Linked DNA regions of Gossypium hirsutum: region 2 is linked to region 1. The links are chromatin contacts, called in public Hi-C maps. All regions are on one chromosome and are shown on one strand. Each heading gives the region's core, a stretch centred on a gene start, on an enhancer-like site or on the middle of the called end of the contact. The rest is flanking DNA. Distances are from core to core; before and after follow the strand shown. Region 1 holds the start of LOC107947841 (V-type proton ATPase subunit E). Region 2 holds the start of LOC107947889.

What was found. Hi-C and Micro-C count contacts between places; a contact is called where the count stands out from the background.
Region 2: a Hi-C map of leaf shows a contact between it and region 1, with 2.6 times the contacts expected there. The contact joins the promoter of LOC107947889 here to the promoter of LOC107947841 in region 1. A contact is called at or near these places in 5 of 34 Hi-C or Micro-C datasets (callus and leaf).

What each region holds. Positions count from the first base shown.
Region 1 is chrA08:92,446,539-92,451,571 of Gossypium_hirsutum_v2.1, forward strand. LOC107947841 (V-type proton ATPase subunit E) reads left to right here and starts at 3,098. Exons shown (of 6, transcript NM_001327537.1): 1 at 3,098-3,222; 2 at 3,311-3,411; 3 at 3,812-3,968; 4 at 4,064-4,281; 5 at 4,432-4,531; 6 at 4,782-5,033. The coding sequence starts at 3,121. The coding sequence ends at 4,817.
Region 2 is chrA08:92,912,959-92,918,006 of Gossypium_hirsutum_v2.1, forward strand. LOC107947889 reads right to left here and starts at 2,249. Exons shown (of 1, transcript XM_016882395.2): 1 at 1,235-2,249. The coding sequence starts at 2,077. The coding sequence ends at 1,616.

The DNA of each region.
Region 1 (5,033 bases), core at 1,848-4,347:
AAACAGTGATGGTTCTTTTGTGTATCTACTTCTTTATGTTAATGACATGTTGATAGCAGCAAAAGATAAAAGAGAGATAAGAAAGGTAAAAGCCCAACTAAGTGAAGAATTCGAGATGAAAGATTTAGGACCAGCAAAGAAGATACTTGGTATGGAGATTCTCAGAGATAGAAAAGCAAGTAAATTATACCTAAGTCAAAAGGGGTACATTGAGAAAGTTCTTTGTAGGTTTAATATGCAGAGTGCTAAGCCTGTTAGTACTCATGTAGCAGCCCATTTTAGACTTTCACCAGCTTTGTCTCCACTTTCAGATGATGAGATTAAGTACATGTCACATATTCCATAATCTAGTGCAGTAGGATCTCTCATGTATGCTATGGTTTGTTCACGTCTTGATTTATCATATGCAGTCAGTGCAATTAACAGATACATGGAGAATCCCAGTAAAGAACACTGGAAAGCAGTTCAGTGGATTTTAAGATACTTACGAGGTACTACTGATGTTTGCTTACAGTTTGGAAGAACTAAAGATGGAGTCATTGGGTATGTTAATGCTGATTTTGCTGGAGACCTTGATAGAGGAAGATCTCTCACAGGTTATATCTTTACAATCGGAGGTTGTGCAATCAGTTGGAAAGCCATTTTGCAAACTACAGTCGCTTTGTCTACCACTGAAGTTGAGTACATGGCGAATACTGAGGCTTGTAAAGAAGCTATTTGGTTGAAAGGACTCTTTAGTGAACTCAATGAAGACCTTCAAATCAGGACAGTATTTTGTGATAGTCAGAGTGCCATCTTTCTTACAAAAGATCAAATGTTTCATGAGAGAACAAAACGCATTGATGTTCGATATCATTTTGTTCGTGATATTATTGCTCGTGGTGATATTGTTGTGAGCAAAATTAGTACTCATGAAAATCTTGCAGATATGATGACTAATTCACTTCCTATAACCAAGTTTGAGCATTGCTTAGACTTGGTTGGTGTTTATTATTGAATTTAAACCCTTAAGGGGTTTTATGGAAGAGGTGGAGAACTTGTTCGTTGAGAGTTCGCGATGAAGAACTTGTTCATTGAGAATTCGTGTCAAGGTGGAGATTGTTAGAATTCAATGACCCGAATCCTTATTTAAATAAAATACAGTGGTAAAATAAAATAAAAGAAGAATCCATATAGAATTACACTTCTTTTATTTTATTTTAGAATAGGTTTTTTAAACCTTATTAAATTCCATCTATTTGATATTGATTAGAATAAGGTATTTCAGTCTTACTAGAATATGGCTTTACAAGCCTATAAATAGACATAGTTTATTCTTCTTGTAATAATTCGAATTCGACATAGTGAATTTTCTTCTCCTCTGCCAATGGTTTTTTCCTGAAAGGGTTTCTACGTAAAAAATTGTGTATTCTTTATTTTATTTTATTTTTTATTTTAGTTTCACAATTAGTTATAACTTTATTTATAAATAAATCGGGATAATTTTGTTGACTCTAAAATAGAGTTATAACTTGAATAAAAGTCTAAGCATACTCATTATCAATAAGCCAAAATAACTAATAATTAAGTTTAAAATATTATTTTAAAAATTCTATTTTTTATTTTTTATAAGTAAAATTTTTTATTTTCATATTTATTAATGTAATAAAATAAAATTATAACTTGACTGAAAGTCTACGTATATAGATAGAGATTAATTTTATCTTTTAATTATCACTTAATTAGTGTTAAAATTATATATCAATTAAAATCTAAGTTTAAATTTATATATAACAGTAGTATAAATATTCAGAGGCCAATAGCACTGAAGATTATTTTATTTATGATGATATAATATAATATAATGTTATTTTTTAAAAGTTATTTATTCTGTGCAAAACAAATGTTCTTTTATACTTTCTTTTCTATCTTATTCTTATTATACATGAAGTTATAAATGGATGAAAGGTGGATTTTTAAAAAAATAAAAAGAGATTTAACATATAAGATTTTAATAATTATTTTTTAATCATCTTTATTAAATATATTTATTAATTTATAGTAAATATTTCATAGTTATTATTATTTTTAAATTTAAATTTAATATTATAATTTACTTTCTCTAAATTTCTATATTATTTTCAACCTCTTTTATTTACATGAAATATAAAATTTATAAATGCATTTATTCCTTAACAATAAAGGTGAGCATGGGTTGGGCCGGGCCAGGCTAGGTCTGACTAAAATTCCAAGTCCATTTGCTAGGTTCGGGCTTGGTCCAAAAAATGGGTCCAAAATTTTGTCCAAGCCCGTCCTAGATAAAAATGTTAAAACTCAGGCCTAACTCAGTCCACCCATATTATTTTTTATATAATTTTAAAATATATATAATACATCAAAAATACTAAAAACATTAAAATAAATATTTCCCAACAAATTAAAAATAAATTTTAAAAAATATGTATACTTAAATAACACTAAAATAGATACAACTTAACAAGCAAATGTCTCTAAAATAATAACAAAATTAACAAATGTCTTTAAATTAATAACAAAATTAGCAATAAAATAAATTTTATACAAATAAATAGTAGCAATATAATAGTAAAATAGTAACAAAAAAAAGAAAAAATAATAAAAAATAAAATTTTTTATCATTTAGTGAATTTAGGCCGAATCGAACAAAAAATACCTTACTTATGGCCTAATTCATTTTATAAAAGATTATTTTTTATCTAAATTCTATCACATTTCGGATAAATGTTCAGACCAAACCGGTTGGCCCGATCCATGCTCACCCCCGCTTAACAGCGCATGTGAGGAATAAAATCTAGTAAATCTAAAAAGGTAACGTAACTTCTAATCATCCCGTGGAAAGGAGAGAGAAAATCTACAGCGGAGATAAAACGCGAGGCTTGATTAATTCAGTATTCCTCACAATCAGACGGTCAGAATTGTTTTTTTAAACGAACGGCCCTTGATCAGACACATATACGGAGCACGTGAGAAAAATAAAAACTGGTTCAGCGACAGAGTTGGATTTATTTCTCTTACCTCTATCAAATACCAGCCAAACATCGTCGTCTTCTACACTCTTCTCTGGTAAGTTCATCGAAAGATCAAATCAAGATCCCTGCCAAAATGAACGACGCTGATGTATCCAAGCAGATCCAGCAGATGGTGAGATTCATCCGCCAGGAAGCGGAGGAAAAGGCTAACGAGATCTCTGTTTCCGCTGAAGAGGTACTTCAATTCTCTCTATTTTATTCACTTTTTGTTTCTTTTTGGATATTATGGTGAAAAATTGATTGTACAATGATGTGTATTTTAGGAGTTCAACATCGAGAAGCTTCAATTGGTGGAAGCGGAGAAGAAGAAGATTAGGCAGGAGTACGAGAAGAAGGAGAAGCAAGTTGAAATCCGAAAGAAAATGTAAATTCTTCAATTTACTTTACTTTTCCCTTTTTTCTGCTGTCTAAATTTCTGTTTTTACTTCAGTTTATTTATCGCACTGGATCTCTATGTTTTAGTGGATATTTGATTGAATTCAAAGTGAGGTTAACATTTCTACTTAAATATAACCAAAATATAACACTTAACTTATTGGAAATTAGTCAGATTTCAAAACGGCACTATTGTAGTTAGTAATCCAAAACTTAATGTGATTTGGGTTTTATAGAACCTTGTAGAAGATTGATTATCGTGGTGATAATTGATGTGAAAGTGAAGCGATTTTAGATTGTTTTGATGCAGAATTGGCACTCAGGAGTTATCAATTAGGAATATACCCATTCTTGTGTGAAAAATATTCAATTTATTCTAATTGTTGCAGTGAGTATTCGATGCAGCTTAATGCATCTAGGATCAAGGTCCTTCAGGCTCAAGATGGTGTGGTTAATGCAATGAAAGAATCAGCATCCAAGGACCTTCTCAATGTGAGCCATGATCACCATGTTTACAAAAGGCTTTTGAAAGATCTAATTGTTCAGGTCTGTGCATTTCTGGATCATTAACCCTTTCTTGGAAAGTTGCAACATTAGATAAAACTCTTCGGAGGTTTTGATTTGAATAACTTTTATTGCAGAGTTTAGTTAGACTGAAAGAGCCTGGAGTCCTACTCCGTTGTCGCAAAGAAGATTTGCATTTGGTGGAGTCTGTTCTGGATTCAGCAAAGGAGGAATATGCTTCTAAAGTGAATGTTCATCCACCAGAGATAATCGTTGATGATGTCCATCTTCCCCCTGGCCCTTCTCATCATCATGGTTTTTTCCATCATCATGCTGAGGCTCATGGACCTTTCTGGTATATATATATATAAATTTTTGGTATTCTGTACCAACGTTTCTCCTTATGGTTTATGAGCAGAGATGGTATTCGGTATATTATTATGTGTTTCACTGAACAAGATCAGAGATGGAATGCTAATACTTATTTCTTTTTAAAATTTTGCAGCTCTGGAGGTGTAGTCATAGCATCTCGAGATGGAAAAATTGTGTTTGAGAATACCCTGGATGCACGGTTGGATGTTGCATTCAATAAGAAACTTCCAGAGGTGGGTTTTGTTAGATTTTGAGATGCATTTAGATTATTTCAAACTTGTTTCTCTTATACTAATTTCACCTATAGTTTCTAGGTTATCCATGATTTCATAGCTTGAATGGAGAAATTGTTTCTCTAATTAACTATTAGCTTGAGTGGAAAGTTCAAGGTTTTGTAATTCTGATCATATAAGTTTAGCATAGCTTGATTTTGACCCTTAAATTAATACATTTTTCATTCTTTCCCTGTTTCTCTAATTGCAGATCCGCAAGTGGCTTTTTGGTCAGGTTGCTGCTTGAAGGCTTAAGATGGTATTGTTTTTCTCAGCAGCTTTTGTCTTCGGCCATAGAGCATAGTGATTAAGTTATTTGTTCCATGTATTTGCTTTCTCATATTGTTCTCCCCGAATAGTTTATTTGTTTGATAAAAGTCAGTGAAACTCTTGTTCGATTGGTCCGTATATCATTTTCTGGGATTGTGAAAGTACTGTTTTTAAATAATGAATAAAATTTGAA
Region 2 (5,048 bases), core at 999-3,498, 470 kb after region 1:
CCATTTCATTTTCCTCAACCCCAGACATGTTCGTCCACAAAACCAGTGTCCTCTGTCAAACAAAATTACACAAAAATCAAGCTTTTCAACAACTTCTTTTTCCCTTCTTGCAAGTCTCTTCACTTTACCCTCTTTTTTGCACGAAATTAAGCTCCCGTTTTAACCAAAATTAAACAAAAAATTAGGGGTTTTATCCAAAAAAGAAAAAGAAAAAGAAAAAAAGAGATGAGTATGAATCAGTTTACTCAGATCGATCAATCTGGGTTCCAATCCAGCGGTCGGCTAGTATGCCCATACAGATGCCATTGAAAGGGAAGCAAAGGGAGGACAACCACCATCATGGAAGATGACGTTGGTTCAAAAGATTAACTTAAAATTTTGTATCTTTTAAAGGGACTAAAAGAAGAAATTTTCATGTTACAAAATGTTCAAAAATTGGTTGAGAGAACATTTTGAACAATTGTATAATTAAATTTAAAAAAAAAAAGTCAAAATAGGAAGTGATATTATATTAAGAGTAAGTAAGAAGATAGTTGAAGCTTGATTCTTTTAAATAGTACATTTAATAATATAGGAGTTAATATGATTTAGTCCCGACATCACGAGTACTTTTCACATATATAATGTGGGGTAAAGTTAAAAGAAAATGAAGAGTGAAAATCTACTATTTTACCCCAACCCCTTGTTATTGCAGCAACCTTTGGTGTTTGAAAGTAAGTTCTCAGCTGCAATCATTTAAGTAGAAGGTTTTTAATCTCTATGAATTTAATGTGGAAACTCACTGAGTTGAAGGTTAGCTTCAACTGCAATGTTAGTTCAACATGCATTAAATAATAATAAAAAAATGTATAAAGTTGAAAAGATTTATTAAAATAATAAGGTGATTTTGTCTTTTTTAACCTATATTCTGCTTCCAATTCTATTAACCAAAACACTATAAAGAAGGCATGTAAATTTTGGGAATTATGTGATTTTAGAGTTGGGGTTCAATTCTAATCACTCTCCCCATTTTATAAAACAATAATAAAATCTAATGTCACTTAAATTCAAATTACTACCCACTCCCAATTCATATGTTTAGATTAACCAAATGTTTCACTTTTTTTTTTTAGTGTAACCAAATAAATAACTTCAATTTTAGTTTTTGATACCAATAGATATTTTTATCAATATTTACAAATATTTATATTTATCACACACCATTATCAAAAAAAGAAAAAAAAAAGAAAGAAAGTAAATCTAAAACTTACTGCATTTTTGTTACATTTATTCATAATTTGAATCCATATCAGAAAATGCCAGAAATATTCATTGCCTGGCTGCTCCACCTCTCCATTTCAGATTTGCAGCAAACTTTATTAACTGCAAAATTAAATTTATGAAAGAAATAATCATCTATTGATTCATTTGATTTTCTTTTCCTTATAAAATCATGTTTATATATTTACAATTAGCATCAATTTCAATTTTTTAAAAAATAACGAAAAACCTAAGAGGCGAAAGAACTAAAAAATATGGTGATATGTAACAAAAAGAAAAAGACGACTGATGAATGCTTGTTTAGCTAGCGAGAAAAAAAAAATAAGAACCAAAAAAGGAAGAAAACCCAGATTTTCTAGGAAGCCAAACAAGTTTCCCAAAAAAGCCTGTTCTTTTCCATCTCATTCATGGTTTCGCTTGAGTTTGAGTTTTCAGCTGATGAAGAGGATTTCTTTTCTTTCCCCACACCAACTCCTTTAATACGTTGATCATCCCTGCAACTTTTTTTATACAATTGAACCTCCTTTTGCTCCACCACCCCATCGTCATCGTCGTCATCATCTTCATCATTGACACCTTCAACAACATTTGCAAATTTGTTTTTTAAGCTACCACCAACCTCTCCAACACCATGAACAACATCAGGTGCAATATCACAGCTACATGACTCGGCATCATCATCATCACCATCATCATCGTGACTGATGTCAACCATGGCTGGATCGGAACTACAACCAGATTCCGAATCGCCGGTGGCCTCGAAGAGCAAGAAAGAAGACACGTCAACAACTTTACTTCTTCTTCTTCGGATACCCATTAATAACCTGTAATTACCAAACCGCAAAAAACAAAACGGAAATTCAAAAGAAAATTTTTATTGGTACTGACTTTGGGTTATTTAAGCCTTTGCTATATACATCAGAAAGTTTCATAAGTAATAATTAAAAAATAAATAAAATAGAAGGAGGGAAGGGTGGGCTACTATTGCTATTGCTACCGTGTTTGACGCATTGGAAAATTTTATTATAATGAAAAAGAAAATTTTGGTTTCTAGAAGGAGATAAATATACGCTAACGCAACGGTTGATATTGATAGAATCACAGTTCAGACCAGAGTAGGCCAGGTCCCACCCTTCTAGAAGCTTAACAATCACATAAATATCAAATCTTCTAGAACCCCACGTTCCTAATTATATTTATTATTATTATTATGGCAGTTTCTTTTTTTGTTTTATTTAAAGAATAAAATACTTTTTAAAAATTACTTTATTAGGTTAATTTTTGAGAAATTTACAAGAATAAATTGATTAATGAAAACACTTTTAGCTGGAAATATTTTCAGGTGAAATGTAAAAAAATGTTTCCAACTAGAAACGCTTTTATCGTGTTGCTAGTAAAATACTCTAAGTAGAACGCGTTTTTGCCAACTCATTTAAAAGCGCTTCCAGTTGGAAGCATTTTCCCCAATAGCAACCCCCCAATGGCTACTTTCCCCACAGCTAATTAAAATAGCCGTTGGCACTCATCACCCCCAACAACTACATTTTTCGAAACCCTATAAAACCCCCTTACTTTATTTCCACAAATTTCACTCATATATCTCTCAAAATTCACAAATCACTCTAAGAAATTTATCAAATTCTCTGTTAAATTCTTACTTCAATTTTATTTCTCTCTAAATTATATTTTTTATCAAAATTATCTTAATATTTTTGCAAATAAATTTTTATTAAAAATTAATTCTTATTTTTCAAAATTAGAAATGGATGGATCTCTAATCCATTTTGATGACAAGCACATTTTCGTTGATCAATTGCAAGTGGTAAGAATATTTTTTGATATATTTCAATGTTTAATTTTTTTTATTTCATTGTTATATTTAAATTTAATTTTTTTTCGTAAATGTGCGAAAGATCAAATTTTGGAGTGTTATATCCGTAATCTACCGACTCCTCAATCACCCTTGATTGAACTATACTTGAGGGAAGCCGATTTTTCGCACATGGCCTTTGTAGGTTGGGGGTGTAAGTTGGACCCAACACTCGTAAGTGTGTTGGTGAAAAGATGGAGACCGGAGATGCATACATTTTATCTTTCATGCGGTGAGTGTACTATCACTTTAGAGGACGTGTAGTTACAGTTGCGGTTATCGGTGGATGAGTCAGTAGTCACTGGGTCAATTCACGTGGCCGATTGGAGAGGTGCATACGATGAACTTTAGGGTTTGGTTTTGGAGACAATTTATGAGGTAGGACCAAAATGAGTTGGTTAAGAAGAAACTACGAAGGGCTAGATGAGGATTTAGTTGAAGTCAAAAGAGAACGACACGTTCGGGCGTACATCCTTCAAATTATCGGGGGTATCCTAATTCTAGATAAGTCACAAAATCTCTCCATCTAATGTCGCTGCTGAAACTTGTCAACTAAGAACTCAGTTGGGGGTCCGTTGTGTTGGCGATATAATACTGGGAAATGTGTCGAGCGATGCAATCACATAAAATTAAAATTGGTGTTTGCATTCTACTATTGCAATCATGGGTGCGGTACCAATTGCCATTTTTACTGTCCTCGAGTGGACTACCTATACACATTCTCACTCGTAACAAGGTAAAATTCATCAGATGATATGATGTCCATAATAAAATTAATTTAAATAATATTATGCTAACAAATTATTTCAATAGGTGGAACCATGGGTTGAGTTACATAGGATTATCGAATGAGCTGTGAGAAATATGACTTCTATTGGAAACGAATGTGTGAATTTATTTAAGTTTAAATTATATTGTATTAATTAAAGTAGTTGATTAGATATTTTGTAGTATATATGTATAACTAAAGTTTTGATTATTTTAATATAGTTTGAATGGACACCAAATGAGGATTCGACAATTTGAGAATGCATTACTGAGGAATTCTTTGTGAATCTGAACATCTAGCACGTGAAGGTGTCATTGGTAGTGTATGCTACTGTCGAGATGCACGAGTCGGATAGAGTGTTGCAGCAGTTTGAGTTCTGACAATCGATTCCCGTGGCACCTTAAGACGTTGATGATCTGCATCGTATCAACTTGTGAGAGTAGACGGATGAGAATTGACTGGTATTCTACGCCTAATATATCAACATGTGGAATAATAGGTACGATTTCTTACTTACTCGCGAGGCTATTATTGTTCCGAAGTTAGCTCTAGAGTACATGCCATGGTTTAGGATCCATGGTAAGCGATACTTGTACGGGGAAGAGGCAAGGGGTCGAAAATTGCATACGAGGAGGCCACAACAAGCCTCTATACATCCAAGGACTGACGAGGGGGGTCCATCATCAGTAACTACGCAAGAATCGGCACCGAAAATTGCACCACTAATTGTTGTACCACTCACTGGTCAGTATAAACCGTCTTATTCTGGTGCGTATACTAACCCTACCATTTTTAACACAAGCATCATATATTCCACCACATTTTTTGCTTCTACTGTTATCCCAAGTTTTATTTTTGGAGCTCCGTCCTCGATGTATTACACACCCATGCCATCTCTATTTCCAACGATGACGACGTATAGGTTGTTTATGTTTCAGGTACCGAACGAGAGTCCACTCGTTATGCCATCGGTGTATGGGATACAACATAGTTATACTTATTCACCGTTTGTAATGCAAACACCTCCGAGATTATTGTTCTACCAAGGTGAATCATCTTCCCAACCACCTATTCCTAGACCGAAAGATGCACAGTGGCAATCGAGGATGCAAAAATCGTAATCAACCAAAGGCGAAAAAGATAACCTAC